Regions from separate parts of the Zea mays genome. Here regions 2 and 3 are each linked to region 1. Evidence: chromatin contacts called from public Hi-C data. All regions are on one chromosome and are shown on one strand. The core of a region is the stretch at or near the end of the contact, and the rest is flanking DNA. Distances in the headings are between cores, read along the strand shown. Region 1 holds the start of LOC100501712. Region 2 holds the start of LOC100217268. Region 3 has its middle 24 kb from the start of LOC100217268.

Region 1 (3,719 bases), core at 749-3,248:
CCTCCTAGAATTCTCGAAGGTGGCAAGTTCAGAGTTGGGTTCCCTGGTGCACCAGACACAGTCCGGTGGCACACCGGACAGTCCGGTGCGCCAGACCAGGGCTGCCTTTGGGTTGTCTTTTGCTCTTTTTATTTGAACCCTTTCTTGGACTTTTATTGGTTTGTGTTGAACCTTTGGCAACTGTAGAACTCATAATCTAGAGCAAACTAGTTAGTCCAATTAATTTGTGTTGGGCAATTCAACCACCAAAATTCATATAGGAAAAGGTGTAAGCCTATTTCCCTTTCACTCCACCTGTCTCTTCATGCCTCGGTAACGCACAAGAAACAGTGGAAGTCATAATGAAGGGCGCCTAGGCGACACGTTGGGTCAAAATTCTTGCCTTGGTAACGTGCGGGTAATAGTAAAATCCGCACGTTACAGTCCTGGTGCGCCGCACACATTCAGTGCAGGGGATACACTACCCGTAGTTGGTGTGGGTAAGTATGCATCCCATCTGCGCCTAATGTCGACGGGCCCTATGTCATAGGCTTACGTCAGATACCATCCGACGACCTATGTCAAGTGCGTCTGGCCACGCGTCGGCACCGGACCTTTTCCTGGACAAGGAGCAGGCCCGGGAATAAATGGTAACACGACATTCCTAGGCCCTCCCTAACTGTGGACCCGGGGCGTACCCGATGAAGCCCTGACCTCAGTTGCACCGGTCTGAACATGTGGCGACACTAGACCTCACCTAGCCTGAGGTCCGGATGGTATGTACTAGCTCTGGAACTACCCTGGAGGTTCGGTGCTACAACCGGAGTGTCTTCTTTCCAGAGTAGTGGGGCCCCTCCAGACCCCCTTCTCCAGAGATCCGATGGACCCACGAGGAGGTCCGGCTTCCACTCGCAATGACCTAGATCTATAGTTGAGGTTGCTGATTCCTTCCTTTATGAGGTTTGTGACGGTGGTGGTCCAGCCCAAGAAACAAGCCTAGGCCAAGCCACAACTTCATAAGATGGGCCTTAACCCCGTGTCGGGCTGGCCACCCCGAAATCCTCAACGGTAGCCATTGGGGTTTCACCTTGACCTAGTAGTAGGTACCCCATATTTAGGGTACCAAGATACATTAAATCAATTTCTATTTTCCAACCTATGAATTTGTGGTAGACTTATATCTAAGATTTGAAAAGTGACGAAATATCAAATTCCAAATCAAATAGCCTACTTTATTAAGTAAATTCCAATTTCTCCATAATAAATATATCCAAACGATACCTTACAAAATTTCCAAGTGTAGAAGATGCTGGCGTTTGAGCTTCACAAGCGTAGTACCAGGGTCCACATCTCTGATAATTGATATATATATATATATATATATATATATATCGATGAATGACACATGATATCTTAAATAAATATTATATGACTAACAAACATATCAATCATGTGCATAAATATCTCTATTATATAAAATATCAGTTTGCACGGTTCTACGATCCTCGTGCATTACGTTCTCTCTTTCTACACTAAGCATAAAAAATAAAATAAAATTCTGAATAAGTGGATTCAACTTTTGATTGTTGGCTTCACATTAATATTCACCTAACCAACAATATACATATGTGATATATAGAAATCCTAGCACAACATCCGACTAGTAAATGTATAATAGTCCGTTTGAATGTATATATTAGTGCACGGAATTGGGAATTAGAATTAAAATTTTGTTGTTTGGTTATATATGGAATTGAGATTTGGAATTAGAGAGCCAATTCTTTGGGCTATAACTAGATACCCCATCTCTCAATATAGAGTGTCGCTTCTATGTGTCGCGTGAAATTAGACCATATGATTCTAAATATAGTGTCATCCAATTAATAAAATTAAAATTGTATCTTATTTCAATACTATGGCTGATTTGATATTTAACCAAATTCAAATTTAATTCCATATACCCCTACCTGTTACCCCTTCCTCCTCGCCTGTCACCAACAGCAGGGCCCCACAGTGCCCGCGCCAAGAGTGTCCACTTCAACCCTAGCTCCACCTGCATCTCCCCTCCCGCCCGCCTCCCTCCGTCCACTCGGATCCGGAAAACCCTAACCCTAGACGTCGCCCGGCCGCCGCCATGGACCCCGACGGCGACCCGGCCTTCCACCGCAACGAGGCCATCTCCGCGGTCCAGGATGTCGACCAGTACTATGGCGACGACGACGACTTCGACGACCTCTACAACGACGTCAACGTCGGGGACGGCTTCCTCCACGCCTCCCACCAGGCGCCGCCGCCGCTGCCGCCGCCACCTCCGACTCAGCAGGCCCCACCGCCGCAGAAGCACCAGCTCCCTCCGCCGTCCCAGCAGCTGCCGCCGCCCCAGCAGCATCCACCTGCCCACGTCCTCCCGCCACCGCCGCCGCAGGCCCCACCGCCGCAGCAGCAGGTAAGCATCCCGGGGGTGGCCGTCCCTGCTCCTGGCAGACCTCCCGCCCAGACCAACCTCCCTCCGCCTCCTCAGCCACCGGCCGCTCCCGCGCCGCCGCCGCCGCCTCAGCACCACCATATTCAGCAAGACGGGATCAACCGCCCTGGAGGGAACATCGCCGGTGGCCCCATCGTGGTCGGGAACGGTGGCCCTGCTGGCGGGGGTGACGGCCCTGGCGGCACGACGCTGTTCGTGGGGGAACTCCACTGGTGGACAACGGACGCGGATCTGGAATCTGAGCTCAGCAAGTATGGGCCGGTCAAGGAGGTTAGGTTCTTCGACGAGAAGGCCAGTGGCAAGTCAAAGGGCTACTGCCAGGTCGATTTCTATGACCCTGGTGCAGCTGCTGCCTGCAAGGAGGGCATGAACGGCCACACGTTTAACGGCCGTCCATGTGTTGTGGCATTCGCCACACCGAACAGCGTGCGTCGCATGGGCGAGGCACAGGTGAAGAATCAGCAGGCTATGGCTGCACAGACATCAAATATGCAGCCAAAGGTTGGTAGAGGGAGCGGTGGTGCCGCAGGGCCACAGGCGGGTGGTAATTATGGCGGTGGCCGTGGAGGACCTGTTGGACCTGGTGCCGGTGGTGGAGCTGGTGGAGGCGGTGGAAATTGGGGAAGAGGTGGTGGAGGCATGGGGAATAGAGGCCCTATTGGTAATATGAGGAACAGGATGGGCCCAGCTGGTGGTGGTCGTGGGATAATGGGAAATGGGGGGATGGTTGCGCCGCCGCCACCAATGATGCCTCCAGGTGGAATGCTGGGGCAGGGTTTTGATCCTACTGGTTACGGCGCTATGGGAAGGATGGGTGGTGGATTTGGTGGTTTTCCTGGTGGACCAGGGGCTATGCCATTCCCTGGGCTGATGCAGCCATTCCCGCCAGTTGTTGCTCCACATGTTAACCCAGCTTTCTTTGGTCGTGGCGGAATGGGTGCCGGTGGAATGTGGCCTGATCCCAACATGGGAGCCTGGGGTGGGGAGGAACAATCGAGTTACGGTGATGACGCAGCTTCTGATCAGCAGTATGGTGAAGGAGGGAGCCATGGGAAAGAGAGGCCACCAGAGAGGGAGTGGTCTGGTGCACCAGAGAGGAGGCGTGAAAGGGAGAAGGATGCGCCCCCTGCACAGGAGTGGCCAGAGAGGAGGCAACGTGATGAGCGTGACATGGACCGTGAGAGGAATCGTGACTATGACAGAGACAGGGAAAAAGACCGTGACAGGGAAAGAGACCGAGACCGAGATAGGGAGA
Region 2 (3,719 bases), core at 457-2,956, 180 kb before region 1:
GGTTCGTCATCCATTACCAGATTTCAGACAACGATGTTCAATATGCATTGACATGTGTCGAGGTACGCAAAAAGTTTACATGCACTGATCTGCCATGACTTGGTGCATTCCCTTCCTTTTGTTGTGTGCCTTGCAATATGAGAAATAAAATAATATATATGGTAGTAACACTTTAAAGCAGACACAATAATCAAAAGTCATGGCTACAATGAATGGATCAGAAAGTGTATTTGCAACGTGCAAGGGTGACAAAAATATGAGCACTCTAATGCACCACCCTTTTGGTAACTGGAATGATACAGTGAGGTACGTTATCTAAATGCCACACTTTAGGTAATACAAGTTAAACAACTAAAAATCTTGAAGTTTATATCTATTTATTTTTTATTGATGCATAATGTATTCTCCAATTAGGCAACGATATAGACACTTAGACTCTTTGATGTACCGTGTTGCGCACACTGCATCTCATCGATTCTTTTCTCATTTGCGTTGCTACAGTCGCTATTTCGCAAGATCGTCGTGGCCCTATCGGGAACGGAGATGCTCTTAGCGAAGCTGGAGGACCGACCAATCCAACTAGCAGCAGCAGGCGGGGAGTGGATGCGCCTGCTAGAAGAGTGCTAGCTCCGCGCATACGCTCGCTCGACAAACGTGTGTTGTTAACTATTGTATATAGTGTTATAATTACTGTCCTTTATTCCTGATGTTTGTTTTGTAGTTGAAACTCACATTGTTTTTTCATTTCCATCTTGATTTTGTATGCCGTGATCACGAAAGACCAAATGTTTTCTTGCGGTTTCTAAAAATATAGCTCTCTATTGTTGTGATTGTGTGCCGTCGCATCGCACGGGCAATGACCTAGTATGCCAATAATTTGTTCATTACTACTTTTTTACATGGTCACTCCTATTTGCCATCGGCGCACAACCATTGTCGAAAGCTGCAAATTAATTCTATCGAAACTAGGTATGCTTTTCTCAGTATACTACACAAAGTAATTCTATTCATATTATGTACTGGTTTCCATAAATATATTAATGCCTACATATTGCTTATATAGATCTGCAATATCAGGTTGCTTACTGTCTATATACATAGATCGTTGTTTTAACATATTGCTAAAAGACTCGCGTACTAGTAACAAAATAAAAACCATGACTTGTTTACGCAACTAAAGAAGAGGAATCTAGAATATGTACTTTTTTTTGCAAAATAAAAAAATAAATTGCTACGAGGATATATTATTTTGTGTATAATAAGGGAATTTGTTGGGTGAGTGAGATGGTAACGAGATAGGGGAATGTTCTAGCGGCGGCGAGGCGGTTGATATTTTGGAGGCCGGCTGGAGAGAGACGCGGTTGGCATTCCTCTTCCCTTCACTTCTCTTTTCTCGATAGAAGACGCGACAGCAGTGGTGTCAAAGGTAGGCCGCGAAGAAGAGAAGAGAATGGATGTCAAGGAAGGAGCTGCGGCGTAGCCGTGCGGCAGCAGCGGGGATCACAAATTTGCAAGCTGGTCGCTGCGGTCGTCTCGCGGGCCGTGGGCCGTGGGGTAGAGAACTAGAGATAGGCTGGATCAGAAGGCGTGCACGGGGCCAGGCCGTAAATAATACCCTACACCTACAATTGGGCCAGGCCACATAAGCGTGCCCGGGGCACCGCCCATTGACACATCATTGAGCGCAACGCGGTCGTGATTGCGAGTGAATCCGTGGTGTCCAACTCCCAAGCCCCTACCGGCAACCCTAGCGAGGCGATGGGGAAGGCGGAGGCGAGGTCAAGGGGGCGCGGCGGCGGCGGCGGCGGCGGAGGCGCCAGCGGCAATCCGGGGTATCAACTCCTGGCTTCCACCCCCACCCCCCCTCTCTTGGCTTATTTACGTTCTCGATCTCGATTAAGCGGTCTTATTGCTTGGCCTTCGGTTTTGGGATTTTCAGGAAGATCTTCGTCGGAGGGCTCCCGCGGGACACCACGGATGGTACGTCGATCGGTTCCTTCGTTTTGTGCTTCGTAGCGTTCGATGCTTGTGCTGATTCCCGCGGATTGGAAGATGAGATCGCGATTCCGTTTATACAACTTAAGTTTCTCTCTCTCTCTCTCTCTCTCTGGTCGGGGCGTTGGTCGGGGTGGGGCGTGGTGGACGGTATGTTATTCACTTTTGTTTTTCACTGCACTTCTATGGCTGTACTGTGCCTCGTCATATTTTGTTAGTTGCATGAAAATTTACAGTGGTGGTTTGTGCTCAGTATGGATTCTGGTCTGTGCTGTGGCCTGTAACTAATGCGAGCTGAGCTGTATGCAATGCACCGGCACAATGATTTTTTATGCTTCTGTTATGTGACAACTAATCTGTTTTAGTTGCTACAGGCACTTTTAGTATATATGCAGCTATATGCCTGATTAAGATCTTCATGTGCCCGTAGTATGTTCCATTGCCAATAATTGTAATGAGTAACGCCCAACTACGCAGATCAGTAACCTCCGACAAAAACACATGTTAATTGGTAGGAAGATAAGTTTTTTTTACCTAATCTTTGCCAATAAATCTGCTCACTAGTGTTGCAACTAGCGACATGCCAGTTTTAGTTTTTACATAATTAGGCAACTGAAACATGGGGAGTACTCGTAGTTTATAGAGCAGGGCATGATGCAGCACTGTGGAAGTTAGTGTTTTGGCATTTGTGCCATTTTCCTTTTTTTTTTCTATATTTCATTTGTTCATCAATCAGATGTGTGGAGCTACTGGTGAAATGCAGGATTAATAGATTCTCATATTGTCTCTGTTTTCGTTCTACTGATTTCGTGCTGCTGTTTCCTTCTACAGCTACATTTGTGAGGCATTTTGGACAGTATGGAGAAATAGTTGATTCGGTGATAATGAAGGATAGGCACACATCTCAGCCACGGGGTTTTGGCTTCATTACATACTCTGACCCTGCTGTTGTTGATAAAGTGATAGAGGACAATCATGTTATCAATGGAAAGCAAGTAAGTTTTGTTTCTCAGCAAGTCGGTATCGTCACTTAGGAGTTAAATTGCTCTATTTGTTAATTCTTCGCGTTAGTTCTTAAAGATGTTTTGTTGATACCTGCAAGTTAGGTTTTCAGTGTGAACATAACAAAGTCTGGATACAACACCAATTGTTGTATCATGTTGATGCTTTGTTAAAATTAATGTGGATAGGCTTTCGATTTATATGTCCATTAGCGCTTATCACTTCTATATGAATTGTTAGATTTTTGGTTAGCAAGTTACGAATGCATTTTAAAAAAAAACATTTGTGTTGCTTTGGTGACTATATGTTTATCTGTTGTTTGCTTTGTTAGTTCAAGCAATTGGCATGTTTATTGTCTTGCTGTGCTGGATTTACAAACTACCAATGGTGTTTCTCATTCAATTTAGGATCAGGTTTACTACTCTGTTAAGTTGCTCATGTTATTTAATGTAGATATTGCATATGTGATTTCAGAATCATTATTTATCCATCTGAAGTTTCATTTGTGTCATACCTAATGCATCACCTATTTTCACAGCTGACAGTTACTTAGTAGTACTTCCCTATTGCTTTACTCCGCAGGTTGAAATTAAGAGAACCATACCAAAAGGTTCGGTGCAATCTAGCTCTAAGGATTTCAAGACTAAAAAGATATTTGTTGGTGGGCTTCCGTCAACACTAACAGAAGGTAATATCAGTATGACATATGATGGATCAGCTTT
Region 3 (3,719 bases), core at 307-2,806, 160 kb before region 1:
AAGTATATACCAAACCAGAGTGATAATAGATCAAAATTAATAATAAACCACAATGCGATGCAAATGACCAATTAAATTTAATTCCATAAGTTACTCATGTGAGGGTCCGAGCCGCTCATAACAGTGAGCACGACTGATATACCAGTTTTACACTCTGCTGAGGTTGCACATCTTTACCCACAAGTTATGTTACCCATCTGCCAAGGGGTCATGAATCCCATACACCTCTACCAAGGAAGCGAGACAGGGTAATACTACGAGGCCTTTATAAAGTTCCACTAGCTTCAGAAAACCCGCTACAATTTCTATGGAGCGCAGCATCAGAATCCCCCGTCTGAAAACCATCGCAGCAAAATCAACCCGAGAACCTCCCTATACCGACCACTCCCCTACTGCCCTTGCCTCTTTCGGGTAAGGTAGTCCTCCACTAGCTTTCCTAATTAGTCAGTCAAGGGCGTCCCATACCACCCTTGTGGTAGCACCATTTTCCCGGGTGGTCGCTCCATGTTCCAATTAACATAATGATCTTGTCATGAACAGTAAATAAAAAATTGATAATAAAAGCATGAACATGAATAATGTGTATCTTAACACCCAAAACCACATAAAGCAATAGCAGGTACTACCCAAAAGTTCAGTGGTAAACAAGGTATAAAGATAGCCAAACTCGGGTGACCTATTGGATCCCATCAAAATTAACCTATGCAGATCATAATGATCAACATGAAAATTATTGGGTAAATAGAAGTGATCAAGGGCACAACTTGCCTTCAACGAGCTCCTGCTCAGTATTTTCCACCTGCCGAGCTTCTGAGTCCTCAGTCACTTGCCCGTCTACTCGCAACAATACAAGCAAACATGGTACATGAAAAATTAACATCACACCAAACATGAGAACATACTGCATAATAATATTCTATGCATCGTAACGAGGTCGTAGGTTCGAGAATCACTAAATTCGGAGTTACGGTTCACGAGCTACGATTTTCCGAAGTTATTAAGTGTTTAGTATAGAATAAATTAAGTGGATAATTTTAATATGTGTTTCATGACTAACCAGAGTTACCAGATGATAAACAATATTCAAACAAAATTAATGCAACTGGAATGGATCAAAAGAAGTTAAAATGGATTTTCTATGTATTAACCAAGATTCTGAAATTATTTTAATACTAAAAATTATTTTCTGATTTAGTTTATTCCTTTTTATCCCCTCCTTGGACTGCGGCCCTAATTTTCAGAGAGTACATGGTTTAAACTGCAAATGCCAGGGACCCGAATTAAATTCTTTTCTACTGCTCCAGGACGGCAGGTTGGTTTTGCTTAACCCGAGGGTTTCTTCTACAAAGTTGGCTCGACGAAGGGGTATCCGCCAATCCTGGCCGCGCGATCAAAAACTGAAGGCCGCGATTAGAACGGTCGCCATTCGAACCAATACAAAATTGAGGTCGTAAGATCCTAATCCTTCGGTTCGGGTTCTACGTACACGTGATACGTCTCTGGCCTTACGATCTAGATCGTGCGGATCACCAATACTCAGGCCGGGCCGGGGCCTGGGATCTAATCATGTCCATAGGTTTGGGATCCCATGATCGAGGTTCATCTTCCACCTCAACGACGCAAGATGGCGGCGCCACCAGTCTTCACGGCGGTAACCCCGCCGGTGCGCGACGACCCAGCGCAACCGTGCCCCATCCGACACCCTAAACATCGCTACACATGGAGGAGAGGATTGTGAATGTGATAGGATGTTGCTCACCGGCTGTCAAGCTGTGAAGGAGTCTGACCACGGAGACGTGCGACACGGTGGAGAAGGAAAAGACCGGGAGCAAATTGAGGCGGCGCCGATGAAGCCTGTGACTTGGATGGCCAGGGGGGTTCGCGGCGGAGGGTTTCTTTTTATAGCCCGGATGCAAGGCCAAGGGCCTACACACATACCGACTCGCTCGAAACCACGGCACCCGCGAGGTTTTCGATGTTCGTTTCAACGGGGACGACAGATCTGCGTGCTGGGGCCCACCTGACAGCCGCAGAGGAGATAGAGGTTGGCGTGGCTTCAGGCTGACGATGTAGGGGCCACACGTAAGCGACTTAGGATAAGAGATGCGGCACGGTGATTGGCTTTGACGCGATGGCCCCACAACTCAGTTGGAGAGGAGTGCGCCACCGACTGACGGGTGGGCCCCGCCTGTCGACACATCAACCCAGCTGGGCCGCGCAGGGGGAAAGTTAAGGTGGGCCGAAAGTGAGGAGTTGAGCCCAGTCGCGATTTTCCCTTTTTCTTTTTTCTTATTCTTTCTTCTATTTTCCAAATTCAATAATCCAAAATAGATTTGAATTGTTGGTTTGAATATCAAATTTTCAAATATTAATAGCATTCTAATATGAATGATACTTCCAATGTTTGCCATAATCTCACTAGTATTATTATTATTATTATTATATTCATTCTTCAATTCCTTTGCTCCCATATTTTTAAACCTCAATCTGGATTTTGAAGTTATGCTTGTCTTACTTATTTGTTTGAGTTTTAATGCACAAACAAAGGACTTCCAGCATGATGCATAAATTAATTGCTTCATTAGTTACTTTGTTCACTTTAAATATGCTCCTTAATATTTCTCATTCTTAGAAGGCAATACATATATAAGAGGATTTATCCCTCTCTTTTATTATCCACAGTTTGGGTATTACACCATCTCCGTCTCCATGCTCTCCCTCACTGCCGCCTCATCCACCCACCAACTTTTTTGCAATTTGGCCCTTTTAGGTTTTTTTGCACAATTATGCCCTTGGCAGTTTCATTTCAAAAAATGGACCCTTAGCTCGGCGCTGTCATCATTGGCGCCGAGGTTGTGTGTGTCGGCGCCAACAATATTGGCGTGCATACGTCAGACAATGAGATACCGTGGAACCTACGTGGCACATACCTCGGCGCCATAGATCTTGGCGCCGAGGTACGTGCCTATAAATAAACCCTACGCCCGACTGGTTTTTGTGCTCATTCCTATTCTTCGAAACTAGAGATATCAGCCTGATTTGTAGGATGTCTAGACGTGGTAAATCTGCTAAACAAAGGTAAGCATTGTATTAAATCTTATTTTATGAGTCTATTATATTTGTAATTGTTATAGATCTTATCGAAATTTAGGAAGGGTCCTTTGACCGAAACTGCCTTCGACCCGCTGCCTTTGCCAACCGGTGTTCCAGTGCCTATGTGTTTTTGTGGTGCTCCTTGTATGGTTGATAAGTCTGATGATCATGACACCTATCGACAGAGGTATTGGATGTGTGCTAACTTTGCATTTGAGCCAACTATTGTTCAACGTCGGTTGAATTTAATGGTGAGAATAGTCTTGTAATATGTTAACAATTTGAAGACTCGGAGTGGTGAATGTTTTCTTTGCCTACTAATAATTGCATGTTTTGTAGACTCCTCCACCGCTATGTGATTTTGAGCAGTGGATTGACACAGAAATATCAGAGAAAGACAAGAAGTGGTTGGAGAATCTTAAAAAGTGGGATGTAGAGGACAAAGAGAGGATGAGAAAAGACGAGAGGAGCTTGCTGCCGAGCAACAACATGAAGACGAGCAGGAAATGAGGCGTGTTGCTGAATGCAGGGAAGAGAAGGAGAAGAAGCTTGAGCGTGCACGTCGTGCAAAGGAAGCAATTGAGGAGAACCCTGATGCATTTCGCAAGGGCAAATGGCCCTGTTGC

Evidence for each region. Hi-C and Micro-C count contacts between places; a contact is called where the count stands out from the background.
Region 2: a Hi-C map of leaf mesophyll shows a contact between it and region 1, with 6 times the contacts expected there. The contact joins the promoter of LOC100217268 here to the promoter of LOC100501712 in region 1. A contact is called at or near these places in 11 of 25 Hi-C or Micro-C datasets (bundle sheath, ear, endosperm and 5 more) and 2 of 3 datasets of contacts at active chromatin or transcription factors (leaf and seedling).
Region 3: a Hi-C map of tassel shows a contact between it and region 1, with 2.8 times the contacts expected there. The contact joins the enhancer-like site here to the promoter of LOC100501712 in region 1. A contact is called at or near these places in 2 of 25 Hi-C or Micro-C datasets (ear and tassel).

Annotation. Positions count from the first base shown.
Region 1 is chr4:203,628,413-203,632,131 of Zm-B73-REFERENCE-NAM-5.0, reverse strand. LOC100501712 reads left to right here and starts at 1,998. Exons shown (of 2, transcript NR_174080.1): 1 at 1,998-3,719.
Region 2 is chr4:203,809,870-203,813,588 of Zm-B73-REFERENCE-NAM-5.0, reverse strand. It overlaps LOC100217268, which reads left to right and starts at 1,706. Exons shown (of 6, transcript NM_001143620.1): 1 at 1,706-1,832; 2 at 1,940-1,980; 3 at 2,827-2,990; 4 at 3,580-3,685. The coding sequence starts at 1,759.
Region 3 is chr4:203,786,143-203,789,861 of Zm-B73-REFERENCE-NAM-5.0, reverse strand. No RefSeq gene overlaps it. Among protein-coding and RNA genes, the nearest start is that of LOC100217268, 24 kb to the left of the region's middle. Within about 2 kb of position 1,556, at least 18 of the 20 cell types and tissues checked have an H3K27ac peak or open chromatin away from gene starts, as enhancers often do. A contact at or near this core is called in ear and tassel, where this site is marked.